Regions from separate parts of the Sus scrofa genome. Here region 1 is linked to region 2. A link is a contact called in public Hi-C data. All regions are on one chromosome and are shown on one strand. Each heading gives the region's core, a stretch centred on a gene start, on an enhancer-like site or on the middle of the called end of the contact. The rest is flanking DNA. Distances are from core to core; before and after follow the strand shown.

Region 1 (4,366 bases), core at 424-2,923, 59 kb after region 2:
CAGGAGCGTGCGCGGTCAGCCCTGCTCCCTGGGAAAGCCTGAGGACTCCATGGAGCTACGAGGAGAGCTCGGATGGGAAGCGAGTCCAACAGCTCAAGTGAGACAGCCTGGGAACTGAAACCTCAGACTGAAAAGCCTTGGCTGCAGTTCTTGCTCCTGGATAAAAACCTCCCCAAAGTATTAGAACTCAACGTAAACACAAGGGACCAAAAAGAGTTGGGTGCACCCTTAGTAAGGAAATGATGCATTAGCATGAAGCTGCCACCCCCACCTTGCTGTCTCATTCACAGCACCCAGAAGCTACAAGGCCGCACAGGGCATGTTTCTGGCTCTTCAGCACCCAGCAGCTGGGGCTCCCCTAGGACCATTCCCTGGGAGGCGGGTTCCCCAGAACTGAGATCAGAGACTAGGGCAGTGGCCAAACCTACTTCCCCACTGCTTTGCATATTGTCCATGGCTGCTGTTGCGCCACCACAGTGGGGGCTGTAAAGGCAACAGATTTCCCTTCTGCCTTTGCGAGAAAAAGCCTGCAAACCCCTGTCCTAATGAATACCTGTTAAAGGCTGGGGGCTCCCCAGGGGGTACCAATATGAAGGTGGGGGGCCCCCGCCTCACCCTCATTCCCTGCCTCACACTTTGGGAAACTGCTTCCAGTCCCTCCTGCTTGAAGCAGTCGTGGGTCAGATTCCCAGGCTGTTGCTGGACTATGTCCTCAAGCCAGGGATAAGGGGCCAGTTGGAGGGGGAAGGAAATAGGGCCCCTTCATAGGTGGGAGGGTGTGGGAGGTCCTGGGCCTCTAGGGGCCCCAGGGAGATGGGTAATAAAGAGTATTGTAACCACAAGCAGGACCCTATGGGGCGATCTGGGGACAGGCACCACCCAGGCCCCCCTCCCCCCCACCCTGTCCCTCTGTCTCCCAACCCCTTAGACGCCCCCTCTAACCTCCTCCCCCTCCCTCCTAAGCCCCCATACCCTCCTCGCCCACCACCCTCTTCCCACCCCCACCCCACCCCCACCACGCCCGCCGACAAGCCCGCCCACTCTACCCCACTCCCCATCCCCCCGCCCCCTCCGCCCACTCTACCCCCCCACCCCCACCCTGCCGCCCCTACACCCCACCCCCTATCCCCCTCGCCCACCCCGTCTGGTTGTCTCAGGCAGTATGGCCACCTGTTCCTATGGCAGCCTATGGAGCTGGCTGCCTGTCCTCCGCCGCCCGGCTGCAGGGGCTCCACTTCCCCAGGGGAGGACTCGGGCCTGGAGGCTTGCGGTGCCCCATTTCCTGGTGTCCTCTCCGTCCCCCCCAGCCTCCTGGCGTTACTTTTTCACTCAATTCGCCATTTGGGACCCAGAGGGAAGTCACAGAGGAGCCGCAAAGGCAAAAGAGTTTCGTAGGGGCGCCGGCCCCACCCAAGGAGAAGTTTCGCAAACCCAAGCGGACGCTCCATCTCCCTCTCTTTAGGCGCGGCGCCCCGACCCCGCCAGGTTCATCCCCGAACTCACCGCAGGCCGCCGGGCATAACCGGAGAGAAAAAAGCAGACTCAGGAAGCCCAGACCCGCCGTGGAGCCAGCGGTCTGCGCCATCGTCACGGATCCTGCGGGAGCCGCGACTTTGCAGAGCGCGCGCCCGGGTCTGGAATGCAGATTCCCCAGCGCCCGGTGGCTGAAAGGTGATGGCAGGCTGTTTCCACGCCCCCGGAGCCCTGCCCGGTGCCACTTCCTGTTCATGCCCACGCTCTGTCCTCCTGCTCCTCGGCCTACCTTTTCTTCTGGTCCTTCGGCTGTCCCGTCTCCCGTTCCCCAAGTCCCGATTTCAGTCAATCCTGCTTTGCTTCAAAGACTCCGGCTTTTCTTTGCGGAGAACTCTGCCAGCCTAGCGAAGGGACTGAAGACCTGCCGGGACCTGTAGTGTCATCGACGATGTGTTTTCTAGTAGTTTCTATGCCAGTGGAGCCCAGGAGTTTTTGTGAACCAGAAGAAATGTTTTTTTAAAAAAAATCCAGAGGACCAGAGGCAATTTTATCTTCAAGTTTCACGGGGGAGCCCGGAGGCAATGATGAAACTTTTCCGGAACAAATATGCCACAGCGCCCCCTGGAGGCTTCAGAGCCCCCTGGATGGAGGCTTCAGAGCCCGATGGGGATTGGGGTAGAGGGGGAGGGTTTGTGGGCGGGCGTGGTGGGGGTGGGAAGAGGGTGGTGGGCGAGGAGGGTATAGGGGCTTAGGAGAGAGGGGGAGAAGGTTAGAGGGGGCAATTCTTCCCTCTTTTGTCCCACTCACTTAGTCTTCAGGTGGCCTCCAACTAGTGCTTTTACAGCCCAGAATTCACACCTAGGCTGTCTGCTGATGCAGAGGGAGGCATCAGTGGTCGAGCCTGGAAATGATTCCTAATTCTTGGTAAGTGAGTCCTTGTCTCAGGTCCTTACCTCCATCCAGAGAGACAGCCAGTGACGTTCAAAGTCTCTGGCAAGACTGTGACACAGAGATCCATGGCTCTGCTCTCCCAGGTGGTCCTGGCCTTTGCCCACTTCAAGGGTGGCAGGGCTGAGACCAGAACTGGGAGGCCTATGCTGAGTCCTTTGCTGGCCAGGGGCCCCATTCCATCTCTTTTCCTTCCTGAGCCTGGGTTTCCTATTGAAAGATGTGGGTGGGGATGAGTGCCAAGCTTAAGAAACACCAGGAGTTCCCATCGTGGCTCAGTGGTTAAAGAGCCTGACTCTTATCCATGAAGACTCGGGTTTGATCCCTGGCCTCGCTCAGTGGGTTAAGGATCAGATGCAGCTGGGATTCTGAGTTTCTGTGGCTGTGGTGTAGGCCAGCAGCTGAAGCTCCGATTTGACCCCTAGCCTGAGAACCTCCATATGCTGCCGGTCTGGCCCTAAAAAGACAAAAAAACAAAAAAACAAACAAACAAAAAAAAAAAAACAAAGAAAAAGAAACACCAAGCAATCAGCTAGAATTTTCTCCTGACTACTGTTTGTGAAGTTATGCTCTGTTGCTCAGACCCATTGAGATCACCTCCCTGGGGAGTCTGCTCTCACGGGGGCTTTGAAACGAGTCCAGGTTCCAGGAGCAGGCCCTGGGGGGACTGTCCAGGTGTTCGCAGGGGCCCCTCTTCCCGGTCCTGGCCAGGTCTCTAAGGCCATCCTTCCGCCTCTCTCCCGTCCTCCCAGTCACTTGCCTCTTATCCAGCCTCCTCCATGGAGGCTTCCAGGTCCCTGGGGTGGTCTCTTCCCGTGGATTCAACCCAGGCTCCTAGCCCCCAGGCCCGTGCCTGCAACTCTTTTCCTGACACACAGATCACCTGAACCCACCAAGCTGGCGCCCCCACCCAAGCCTGAGTCCTGTCCTCCTCCCAGCCCCCATGTGTCTCTTGTCTCCAGATCACCACACGGGCCCCTCCCAAAGAGACTCCAGCACATCGGTGATGGGGGCAGGGAGGGGGTGGTCTCTCTCTCTTGTCCTTGGTAATAAGAGCAGAGACAGGCCCCGGGTCCTGGGCCAGGCCTCTGGCACTTGCCCACAGCCTGGGGACAGTGGGAGTGAACTGGGAAGAGACGCCATGCCTGTCAGCCAAGGAGGGTGCAGAGTGGAAGGTCTCTGTCTGTCTTTGTCACTTAGGAAGAGGTTCAGTGGATGAGGACAAGCGGGACTCATGGGCCGTCCCCAGCGCTCACAACAGGCTAAGGGACGCTGGGCCTCCCATGTGCCTCATCAACACAAGAAGCTGGTGCAGGAGTGATGTTATGGCTCACCTGAGGGGGGTTGGGGGTGCGCCCATGGAATCCAGCTTGTTTGGCCTCAACCTGTGCGTCTAGGGAAGTGGGCCCCAGACTTCCGTGGACCCTCCCCCCAGCTATGGGTCCCCGAGGTCACTCACCTTCTCACAGATGACTGAGCAGCAGTGCGCATGAGCTGCTCTGTTACCCAGGTGATAAAGGACGAGTTCTGCGGGCAGTGACACCCAGAGTTTGGAGCACACAGGTGCCCAGCAGCTCCCACCCAGTGCGACTGGCTTGCTGTGGGCTCCGGTATTCAGACACATGGACCCACAGAGGCAGAGAAGTCACTGAGCCCAAGGAGGGTCAGGGAAACGTAATGGGTGGTGGTGTCAGTGCCCAGGCTTGAAGGGGGACTGGCTCTTGGGACTGGGAAAGGGAAGCTCTGCCAGAGGAATGTGCCAGAACAGAAAGCCAGCCTGCTGGAGGGCCAGCACGGCGGCCACATGGCTCCAGCATCTAGGCTGGTGGAGAAAAGACCAAGTCAGGAGGTTGAGGTGGGTGGGACAGGGCTGACGAGTGACAAATTCCTCTGGCCATCAGGAATTCCAAGCAGAACATGCATGAGGCGCACACACACACACACA
Region 2 (4,652 bases), core at 1,217-3,716:
CTGGTTATCTGAGGGCTCCAGCGGTGGTTCTAAAACAAAGAGAAAAGCAAAATCCTTGTCAAACCTGAGAAGTCACTGTCCTCAGCACCTACTGTCCCCACACAGCGCATGTCCCCCCACAGGTACTGACTCATTCTGTGCAGACACTGAGTAGAAGGATGAGCAGGGCTTGTGCCCTGTGCTCACGGAGCTCATATGTCCACGGAGGGGACAGCAGACGTCCGTCTGATTATCACGCTCTCGTGGACATGTTCACTGTGGGGAGACGTTTGAGGAGGACAGAACTGGGGGTGCTCAATTGTGTCTGAAGGGGGGTGAGGGCTTCGGTCAGTGACACGTAAGCTGGTGAAAGGATCAGAGCAAGAGGAAGGAGAGAAGGCGGGGAAGCACAAGGACACATGTTGATTTGGGGACCATGTAGCAGTGCAGGGGGCCAGGATCTCTGCTTAATGGAGAAGGGGGCTCCTGTGCTGAGGGAGGTGGGCTGGAAAGGAGGATGCTGGGAAATCCTGTGCTATGAATTCACTGACTCCAGACAGGAAGACCCCCCAAGAAATCAGTCACTCTGTCCATCCATCCATCCATCCGTCCATCCATCCTGTTTTCTCTCTGCTTTTTAGGGCTGCACCTGTGGCATATGCGGTTCCCAGGGAGGGGTCCAATTGGAGTTACACCTGCCGGCCTACACCACAGCCACAGCAACGCCAGATCTGACCCATGTCTGTGACCTACACCACCGCTCACGGCAACGCCCCATCCTTAACCAACTGAGTGAGGCCAGGGGTCAAACCTGAAACTTCACGGTTCCTAGTTGGATTCGTTTCCGCTGTGCCACGATGGGAACTGCATCCATCCATCCACCATATTTTCAGTTATACCCACAAACGTGCTCACACCACACGAGGGCAGGCACTAGACCTTGGAAGAGACCTACCACCTCCTCACACCTGCTCCGTTACCTGTGGGCTCCTGCTCCAGAACATTCTCCCAGTGTCCTAGGAAGTCCCTCAGCCAGTGACCACAGTCTCCCACTGCGAGCTTCCTGAAATACTCAGCCAGGTCCTGGTCCTTCTGCCACTGCTCCTTGATCCCTGTGGCTCCGGGATTCACGACTGTCCAGTTCATGTCCATGGCGTCAAGGAGGAGGGCCGTCTGCCCATCGAGGCTGAAGTGCCAGGAGGCAGCGGTGACTCGCTCTGCTTCAAGCTGACAGCACAGCTTGGCCTGCAGCCGGGGAGCACCTGCGACCCCACACACAGAGTCATCCCGACCCCAGGGTCCCTCCTCCCCCAGGGCTCATGTGTCTGCAGTCTCGGGGCCTGTGACCTGCCCTGTCCTGCCCAGCAGGTCCCCGGGGCTCTGAGGTGGGACCCGTGTCCCATTCTTCCCCACCACATCCCTTCCCCACATGGGCTCTGTGCTCCCCTCCCTTGCTCACTGTCCCCAGTCCCCCACCCCCTCCCCATACTCACCCGTGGTCTTCTCTGTCCCCAGGTTGACCACATGCAGGACCATCCTGAGCTCTCGGCCCACTCCTCCCAGGGTTCCAGTCAAGTCTCTCCATGCTTTGGTGCCATTTACCTCCTCCCCCAGGGGGCCCGAAGCTGTGACCTGGTTGCTGTCACTGTCATACTGGAGGAGAGGCTTTGTGTCCATTGAGCCCTGGACTTCACACCAGGGCTGTCCGGGTCTGGACTGAGATGTGACAGCGAAGTCGAGGCAGAGCGAGTGAGCATCTGTGAGACAAAAGCACAGGTGTGTCCCCGAGACCCCCCTGAAGGGCCTGGCTGCAGAGGTGGGGTCTCCATGCGGGGTCCCCCTGTGGCTGCTGTGGCCTCTGTCCTGCCCCCCCTTTAACGGTCTCAGGTTTAGGGAGAGGCTGGGAGGCCACCATGATCCCTCAGGTCCCAATACTGTTACAAGGAGGATTTATCTGCCTTCTTTTTGTATTGGGTGCCAGTTTCTAAGCTGGCAAAAATACAGGACATTGTCTGTCCTCCAGGGACTTAAAATCTATGTGAATAAACCGGACTTTCAACAGGAAGGAAGCCACCATAGCATCCATGATACATTCCTAATGGGGTCCACGTACTCAGGAAAGGCTTCCTGGAGTAGAAGGTGGCACTTGTCAGGACAGGGAGAGCTGTCACACGAGCACAGGACCAGGGGCTACTCTTTAGCCTGGGTCCCCACACACTGGCTAACATCCTGGACATCCAGTCCAGCTAAACGTAACTGTCCTCCTAAGAACAGGTGGACAGGCAACCACCTGCCAGGAGCCCTTCCCCCGCCCCCCAGCCAGGTCTCCAGATCCCAGGACACTCACAGCGCAGTGTCTTCCCGGGTTCTAGCAGCAGTAGCCGTGTCAGTAAAAGCAGACCTGTAGTGCGAGCCAGTGACATTCCCCCCAGCAGTCTCAGGAGACTAGCCAGAAAAAAGGAGCCTGGGCTGTGTCTACACTTCCACCTCGGAGCACCTTCCAAAGTCTTTTAGTCCAAGCCTGAGGAAGCCCTATTGTTGTACGACAATGTAAAAAAACAATTAGACCAGGGAAGTTTTGCAAGTTTGCAAGTTTTCAAAATGTAATTCCTCATTTACAAAAAAAAAAAAAAAGACCTTAAAAACCAAATTCACTTAAATAACGTCCCCCACTCCTCCCCAAACCCCCTTTGCAGTGTGAGCTACACGGTGGAGGTTCTGTGAGCTCCTCTCCCTGATTCCCCCAACTTCCTCTTCTAAACCTTCCTGGTGCCCCATCCTTTCCTGCTCCTCCAGCTGCTCCCTTGGCCTCCAGATGCCACGGCTCCCATCTCCCGGTCCGTCTGCTCAGATTTTCTCCCACCTCCAGTCTAGTCCCACCCTTAACCTCTCAAACACTCAACGTGAGCAATTTTAGAAGAAAACATTTATGGCTTCATCTCTAAAGTTCACATAGGATTGTGCCCTCGACAGGAAAACATGATCATGTGTACAAACAAAATAAACCAGGGTGTTCCCCTTGTGGCTCAGGGGTAACAAACCAGACTAGCATCCATGAGGACACAGGTTCAATTCCCGACCGGCTCAGTGGGTTAAGGATCCAGCATTACCATGAGCTGTGGTGTAGGTCACAGATGCAGCTCAAATCTAGTGTTGCTGTGACTGTGGTGTAGGCCAGCGCTGTAGCTCTGATTGGACCCCTAACCTGGGAACTTCCATATGCCACAGGAGTGGCCCTGAAGACAAAAATAGCATAAAATAAAATAAGACAAAACAAAACCAAATAAAACTAGCAGAAAAGAAATAACCATATGGGTCAGGTCTGGCATTCTTGGGACAGCTGTTTACTGCTTATGTTGTCTTATTTTTGTCCTGGCATGGGAGTGCCTTTTTTCTTATTAGAACCTCCTTTTTTTTTTCATTTTTTTTATTACTCAAATGAATTTATCACATCTGTATTAGAGCCTTCTTTTAAGATCACTTTGAAATCAGTAGTTCTCTCTATGGACTGGTCCAATGCAGAGTCCCTTCTCCAGAGAGAAATATAAATTTAAGAGTTAAGTTTCTTCAGTCTCCTTGTGCATGAGGCACTTAGGAATGCCTGATAAGGAACCTTTTATCTAGGTTGGCAACAGTCTTTTAGATGATACTTTTCCAAGTATGTATAATTCTCTGGTTATCATGGGGTATCTGAGCCTCACCCAAAATAGATTATAGCAATCAGCTTCAAAAATGAGCTTAGAATATTTTCTTAATAATTCAAACTTTACAATAATGTAACATAGCAGCAAAAACTACTTGGGAGGTGAGTTTTAGACAGTAAACCCTAACCTCAGTAAACCAAACTAGAATTTAATATAAATTGAAACAATATTTTTCTTCAAAATTACCCTTTTTTAACATTATGATAAAATATTATTCAAAAATATTTATTGTAAATGCTTTTCTCAGTGAGATGGTTAGTGCTTTTTTTTCCCATACATCCATGGATAACTATTACTTTCTCTAGAATGAGAGTGGGTTCAGTATGAATTCTATCTTTAATTTTTTTTTAATTTGGAATGTTTTTAATGAATTTAATTACATTTATAGTTGTACAACAATCATTGCAACCTAATTTTATAGCATTTCCACCCCAAACCCCCCAACGTTACCCTCGTTTTAACAAAATATAGCCAAATTAAGATTTTATAAAGTATACCCCAAATGGAAAACACAATTTCTAACCGCTTCTTCTTCATTACTGGGGTTTCCAGGTAGCTGGGAAGAACCAAGCAGCTGTCTTGGATTTCCTATGGTCCTGATTGTTTAACTCACAGCTATTGTTTACCTGTCTTAACTTCTGTGATTTAGGAGCACACGGTTGCCATGGTACATGGGCATCAAAAACCTGACAATGAGGGGTTAATTTTTTTTTTTAAAGTGGGATGCACTTTACCTACATGTGCAATAACCGTTACAGATTTTGTTGTTTTTAGCTTTTATTTGACAATGTTTTCCCTGTAATTTAATCTACCAAATAATACTGGTTCAATAATTTTTCAGAGACACCTCCAGGGCTCTCTGAAGTATCCCAAAGTTAGCTGGAGGTCAGAAGAACTTTCACTAGAATTTAACACTGAGGAAATTGGTTAAAAATATAAAGAAAAGTTTATATAGAATCGTGGTTTATT

Evidence for each region. Hi-C and Micro-C count contacts between places; a contact is called where the count stands out from the background.
Region 1: a contact with region 2 is called in a Hi-C map of liver, with 4 times the contacts expected there. The contact joins the promoter of ULBP1 here to the promoter of LOC100521998 in region 2. A contact is called at or near these places in 1 of 5 promoter capture datasets (liver) and 8 of 47 Hi-C or Micro-C datasets (embryonic fibroblasts, epiblast stem cells, heart right ventricle and 3 more).

The regions. Positions count from the first base shown.
Region 1 is chr1:16,117,600-16,121,965 of Sscrofa11.1, forward strand. ULBP1 (UL16 binding protein 1) reads right to left here and starts at 1,674. Exons shown (of 5, transcript NM_001004035.1): 1 at 1,504-1,674. The coding sequence starts at 1,585.
Region 2 is chr1:16,057,321-16,061,972 of Sscrofa11.1, forward strand. It overlaps LOC100521998 (NKG2D ligand 4-like), which reads right to left and starts at 2,467. Exons shown (of 4, transcript XM_013992491.2): 1 at 2,327-2,467; 2 at 1,473-1,736; 3 at 960-1,241; 4 at 1-29. The coding sequence starts at 2,402.